Linked DNA regions of Gossypium hirsutum: region 1 is linked to region 2. The links are chromatin contacts, called in public Hi-C maps. All regions are on one chromosome and are shown on one strand. The core of a region is the stretch at or near the end of the contact, and the rest is flanking DNA. Distances in the headings are between cores, read along the strand shown. Region 1 has its middle 8.5 kb from the start of LOC107913276. Region 2 has its middle 36 kb from the start of LOC107913272.

Region 1 (3,204 bases), core at 56-2,555, 350 kb after region 2:
AGACCAAAAGGGTATTTAAATTTATCTGTAATTTAAATTATTTGAGTTATTCGAATTATAAAATTTAACTTGACTCGAACTCAGAACTCGAATTATTTATTCAAGTTGACTTGAATAACTCAAAATTTGATTTTTTTCGAATCAAATAGAGTTTTGTTTATCCCTAATTTTGTATCATAAACTAGATTTTTTTAAACATAATATTAAGAGAAGGATGCGGTTGGGGGTTACATAATTTGAATTTGTATCAAATAAGTGTTTGAAAAGAACTTTAACCACCATTTTATACAAATAAAGGCTATTATAAACTTGATAGTGCAATCCTAACTCCAAAATATTTTAAATTTCATCGTTAATATTATCAATATTGAATTCATTAATCACCAACAAAATATGTAGGTGATTTTTTATTAGCATAATAATACAGTTAGCTCTAAATATTTATATATTTTCTCTTTTCGGTCTCATTCTAAAAAAATAAATTTAGCTCTCCCTATTTATGTAGTTTATTAATTTTATCTTCGTTCTAAAAAAATTATAAAGTTAAAAATAGAAAAAATAGAAAAGCATAAAAGTTATAAAACCTTCCCTCTTCTTAAATGGCTTTATTCCAAAACTTCGGATACTATTTTTTTTTTTTTGAAAAACTGAATGCATTTCGCACTGAAAATTAATTAACTTTTACCACCTAATAATATTGGCTTAGGTGATGTTTATAAAAAAAATGAACTGATTATTTCTTTTCATTTACGAAAAGTTTTTAGATTGAAGATATAACCTTTACTAAATTTAGAAAAAACCAGCTAATGCATTGGTTTTACTTTTCTTTATATAAATATAACACTATTGGTTAACATTAGATTTGATTTTAAGTTGAGTTATTTGTTTACGATTGAAGACTCACATGAAATTTGGGAGGATTTGAATAAAATAATTAAACTCGTTTAAAATTTGGTTCGAGTTCAAGTTTAAAAATTCAAGGTCTAAGTTCTAGCCCAACTTGTTTTTTTAATTTTTAATATCTTATATTATATTATTTTTATATATTATGTAATTTATAACACATAAAAGAAATAAATCCATAGTAATATATAATACTATAATGTAAACTTTAAAAAATGTTAAAAGATACCTATAACTTGCATACTAATACAGCCACCTGACAATGAACTTTTATTAACTTAACTACATAATTGTATACGCCGCCCCATTCATCGAAAGAGGCACTTAGGCGTAGTCTACTCCGCCAATTATATTACCTTAGGACTATACATTAAACCCTGTACCCGCCAGAGTTGGGTTGTTACATAGTCCTTGGCACATACTATCGCATAGCGGCTATCCACCCCTCTAGTTCATTGTATGACGCATCTCAATCTCCATACAATTGCTCCACGATCATTTGTTTAGCTATCTATGTTTTTCGGTATGACACTTGGTACTAGAATCGTTCTTGCATTTTGGCAATCAGTACCAAAATAGGAATGGTTGGCATGTCCTTCACCATTGACATGATGCAATTGCAGATAGTTTTGGCATAAACTTTGCGGTAATCTTGTGTCATATGTGTAAAAGTGCATGTTCGAGACCGAACAAATTTTCGGATCTCTCACATTTGCGACCTCTAGATAAATGTAGCTTGTACCCACCAATTGCACCCTTCTGTCGACCTCCAACACTCCTTAATATACAGTGTTTGTTTAGACATGGTGACTTTGTAGTCAATTGACACTTTTATGCTATACCGCTTAATGGAAAATACACAATCTTCCTTGGCTTATGAACAACTCCTTACGTTCGGGATCTGCTGCCAATTGGTGAGCAAGTAGTATATTGAGGGTACTTCAGGAATTCAAATGCATTCGCTGTATCAGGATATACAATTCACATGTGGCCCCCATATCATTGCATATGACAATGCCTCAACTCGGGTTCTCGACTAAAGACGTGTAATATTTCTATCGTCATTCGTACATTCATCGTCAATATCATCCGGGACCTCGTCTAGATCCGAATCACTATAATCTTCAACCTTGTTATCAGAAGGATCATTATTATCATATACATCATCACCATTCGTATCGATCTCAATCACCACTGAATGTATTTGTAAACGGGGACCCAAGTTAAGGTTTTTAGATGTAGATGGAGAATTAAGATCGATGTCGAACCTACATACAACCGATTGCCTATCAACAAACGCTCTCGGAACCTCTTTACATGAATCTTGAACTCTATGTTCTTCACTTAATGGAGTGAAATCTTCAGTTGGCTCCACATCAGCTAACTCAACAAACAACTGAATTGGTTCAGTGTGACAACTTTAATTCCTACAATAAAATGCGACCATTGTCTCCACATCTTCATCATCTATAAGTTCCTTATCAATGAATTTGATGTGATTTGTCGAAATTGGGAATTTGTAGAATAGTTTCGAGATCCTCCTCCCACAATGTCTAATAATTTTTGCACTGCTCCTTTCTTTCATATCATCAACCGACACATTTCTACTAAATCTCATTACTATTTGTTGGTGACATTCAAATATACATCAAACTGTTGTTGTTAAAACTACTCTATCGACATAAACACATACGAAGAATTAATTATCTACCTTCAATACTAAATCAGTGAAAAATAATTAAATTTCTAAATAAATTATTGGGAAAAAAATCTACTGTAAAATAAGATAGAATTTATATTGTACTAACCTTACGAATTCTTCTTTGTTTTCTCTTAAATATTTTTTCCTCTTTTCTTCTTATCTGCTAAACCGTTCAAGAAAACATCGTTTAAATAGGGCCTAGTGTCGCCTGACAACACCCTTTCACCATGGGCTTGAGTGTCGCCTGACACATACCCTCCACCTCTCCAACTTGTATTTTAATCCGATTTTTACCCATATTTTCCACCAATAAAATATATTTTAAAAAAAAAACCCAATTATGGCCTAATCATGGCTTCATGACTGTGGGGAATTTTGGGTGGTGCCGCCACTTTCTCAGGCACCACCCCTCAGTCACTATTCATTTCATCGTATTTTGGTAAATAATGCCATGGGGATGCCATTTTGGAATATAATTAATTTTTATTTTAATGGGGTAAAAAAGTAGTAAAAAGGTTTTCATAATTTATTCCATCCTTCCTTGGGTACGATCCTCGGAATACTTCCAAGTGTTTCGTTGTAACTAAACTATATTACCA
Region 2 (3,606 bases), core at 279-2,778:
TTATTTAATATAATTTGTTGGTACTTATTTAAAAATTATATTAGATAATTCTTTATTTTGATATTAATTTATGATAAAATTAGTAAAAATGTTATCATATTATATCAAAAACACCTGAATTATTATGGATATTATCAAAATTAATTATACCATACTTACCGAATTATATAAAAATTAAGGAAATCATATAAGGTTGCTAAGATCATATAATAATGAAATTATATAAGATTATTCTTAAAATATATTATTATTATTCGATTTAATAATTTTAAAATTATAAATAATTTAGGAATAATATAAAAATCTTATTGAAGGCCTTCAAAAATCTATCAAATGATGTTAATTACACAAAAATACTTACAAACCTGTTACGTACACATCATCATGCTTTGGAATAGAAATCTATATCTTTTCGCTCTATCCTTCCTTTATTTAACTCATTAAAAATTTCATTTTTGGTACATCAGTGATACAGTTTTAAACTTGATGAATCAAGTTAAAGATTTATTTTTTATTATTAGCATTTTTAGTGTGAAAATTTCATATTTAAAATATAAAAAGAAAAAAAATATTTTTATATTAATATAATTTTTTTCAAATATATAAAGGTATTTTTGTAAATTCCTTTAATGAGTTGGTGTCCAGCTGATTAATGACACCAATTCAGTCAAGAGTTTAAATAATTATATAAATATTTAAGTACAAATAACTTAGGTGAAACAATTTGTTTAATAAAATTGAAATGTATAACAATATTAAAAAAAAATTTAATTGAAGTGGTAAAAAAAGTTTTTATAGATAAGGTGGTAAGAATTCACATCTTTAACATTCATAACTTTTTTTATTAATTTTTTTAAAAGGTATATTTGGGCCTCCAACTTTACAAAAAAAAATCATTATAATCCTCCATTTAATTTTTCACTTTTTTAATCCTTAAACTTACGTTGTTTGTCAAATCACTCAAAATGGATGAAAAAGTTAACATTTATTAACTTTGCTGATGTGCCCACGTCGATTGTCATGTGGATGCCACGTCAACAATTAATTAATTTTTTAAAATTTAAAAAAATTAAAATATTGAAAAGTATAAACAATATAAAAAATATTTTTTATTCTTAAAAATTAATTAATTGCTTACGTGGTATACATGTTGCAATCTATATATATGTCACATCAATAAAATTAACAAACATGAATTTTTCTATCAATTTTGAGATTATTTGATAAATAATATTAATTTAAGGGTTAAAACATACGAAAATTTTAAATAAAAAGTTAAAATATATAGATTTTTTTTTGTAAAGTTGAAGGTTTTAAATAAAAGAAAAAGCTTGTATAATCTTACCAACCTAACCCGGGGAATCTAAAATTGTCATATCTCATAAAATTTTTAATAAATATATAAAATTAAAAGAAAAAACAATAAAATGTGTGATGAGAGTAGGGCCACAAAATTATTGTTCATGGTTTAGCGCTGCCCATAAGAGTTAAAGCATATGATAGCCCACATTTACAGTAAGCCCGGAAATGTTTTGCGACTACCAGGCCTGTTTTAAACTTTGAATAAGCTCATTTCAGATGCTCATTACTATACTACTCATGAACAGTAAAAAACTGTAATTTCGTTTTATATTTTTCACCGACTATGATTTGTAGCTGTAAACTACTTCATTCATAAATTTACTTGACTTTCAAGTTGATTGACATAAAGTTTAGGGTATGATGTTTGTGTTTATAAATTTTTCTAATGGGATTTTTGGTAGAATTAATTTATTTTTAAATTTATTTAAAATTTGTCATTTAATTTTGGAATAATTCTATTGAGTATATTTTGTTATCGTGTTGTGTTTTAATTATTTTGTTATGTTGTATGCATAATTTTATTATGCCAAAAAATGTTAAATTCTAATTGACAATATTCCATAACTCCTCAATTATCTCGTGTGCCATTGCCGTCAAAACTGTTTTCAAGGTAATACATATTATATAAATTTTAATAATTTGCTTTAATTTTGACACATATATTTATAGGTAAACTATAAAAATAATTTATTTCTTATTTTTATCTAAATTTATATTTTGGCCACTAATATTTTAATTATGACAATTTGGACACTAATATTATCAATTTATAACAAATTGGTCATTGTGCCATTATTCACCTTTAAAGGTGTGATGAAAATCACACGCGACATAAATTGTATCATTAGATGTTGATATGTCATTCATGTTAATGTCACATAATTAAATTGCACCACAGGTTTCAAAGTAACCCAAAATAATTTTTTTAAAAGGCACAATTAAAAATCGAAAACCTTAACCTTTGATTAATTTTTTAAGCACTTAAACAAGCGGCCATAAAAAAAATTATAATAAAATTCAAAACTAAATTTTATAAAACCAAACTTAAAATTAAAATTTTTAAACATATATCATGATCCACATAAATTTATATCAAAACATCCAAAAAAATTAAATATATATAGCAATAAACTAAAATTAATTGGACAAAAAAAATATAATTGTAACGATAAAACAAATCTGATTGAGTCTATTGACAAATTTAGAGCTATTCTCAGAGTATGATTCACAAATAATATACTCCATAGCAAAATTATATAATGTGGCACATATAATCCTGTATGAGCACTATAAAGAGAACAATGTCCCTATATAATATCTCAAAAATGTCAATGACCGACTTGCCTTTGGCATGGACAATATATATATATATATAGCCATAAGCTTTTATGATAAATTGATGCACTAACCTGAATCTAAGTCAACCCCCATGATCTTCGACTTAAATAACTAAAGCAAGAAGTCGCGGTGCATATCTCAAAAATCATTTGTTCATTTATAATAAGAACAAACACGAAAGAAATCAAACAAATGTTCATTCCAATTATATTGATTTAAATCCTTAAAAATTGAATCCATAAATAATCAAAATTTATATATTTTATCATGAATCTAAAAGATTTATCATATTTATAATGGAAATATTAAATCATAACATAAAACTCATAAAATCTAAGAACAAATCATGCATTCCAAAAGATAATATATATATTCTTAATAGCTCGATATGACGAGGCTTGGATGTTACTTGTTGGTATCGTGAAGTTTTGATCTAAAATTTAATAAATCAGGATCTATCATGTCACATCATCATAAATAAAAATTAGATGAAAAAACATACATGAATCCATTGATATTTTGAAATATTCAAGTCTTATGGTTTTAATCTTTCAAATTAACATATAAATATTTTAGAGAAGGCGACTCTCTATTTTCTCAAAATGAAATGTAAGAAAATTTACATATGTGCAATTTATGATCATATCTCTAATATATAACTTTTGTACTTTAACCTTAATTTCTAACCAATCCATAAACATTTCACTTTCCTAAATAAGCATAAACTCTAAACCTTTCAAATGATCTGTAACAACCCGTTTTCAGTGAAATTAGAATAGTGGTTTCGAGATCACAAATCCAAGACCGGAAGCCATTTAGTGGAGTTAGTAGATAAGGATGACTATTCATCATTGGTAAATTAAGAAAAGAAAAGGATTAAACTGGAAAGATGAAAAATAAAGATGA

What was found. A called contact is a pair of places that touch in the nucleus more often than the background predicts.
Region 1: a Hi-C map of leaf shows a contact between it and region 2, with 2.6 times the contacts expected there. The contact joins two enhancer-like sites. A contact is called at or near these places in 3 of 34 Hi-C or Micro-C datasets (leaf and seedling).

Annotation. Positions count from the first base shown.
Region 1 is chrD11:28,057,691-28,060,894 of Gossypium_hirsutum_v2.1, forward strand. No RefSeq gene overlaps it. Among protein-coding and RNA genes, the nearest start is that of LOC107913276, 8.5 kb to the left of the region's middle. Within about 2 kb of position 1,306, at least 1 of the 9 cell types and tissues checked has an H3K27ac peak or open chromatin away from gene starts, as enhancers often do. A contact at or near this core is called in leaf, where this site is marked.
Region 2 is chrD11:27,710,148-27,713,753 of Gossypium_hirsutum_v2.1, forward strand. No RefSeq gene overlaps it. Among protein-coding and RNA genes, the nearest start is that of LOC107913272, 36 kb to the left of the region's middle. Within about 2 kb of position 1,529, at least 2 of the 9 cell types and tissues checked have an H3K27ac peak or open chromatin away from gene starts, as enhancers often do. A contact at or near this core is called in leaf, where this site is marked.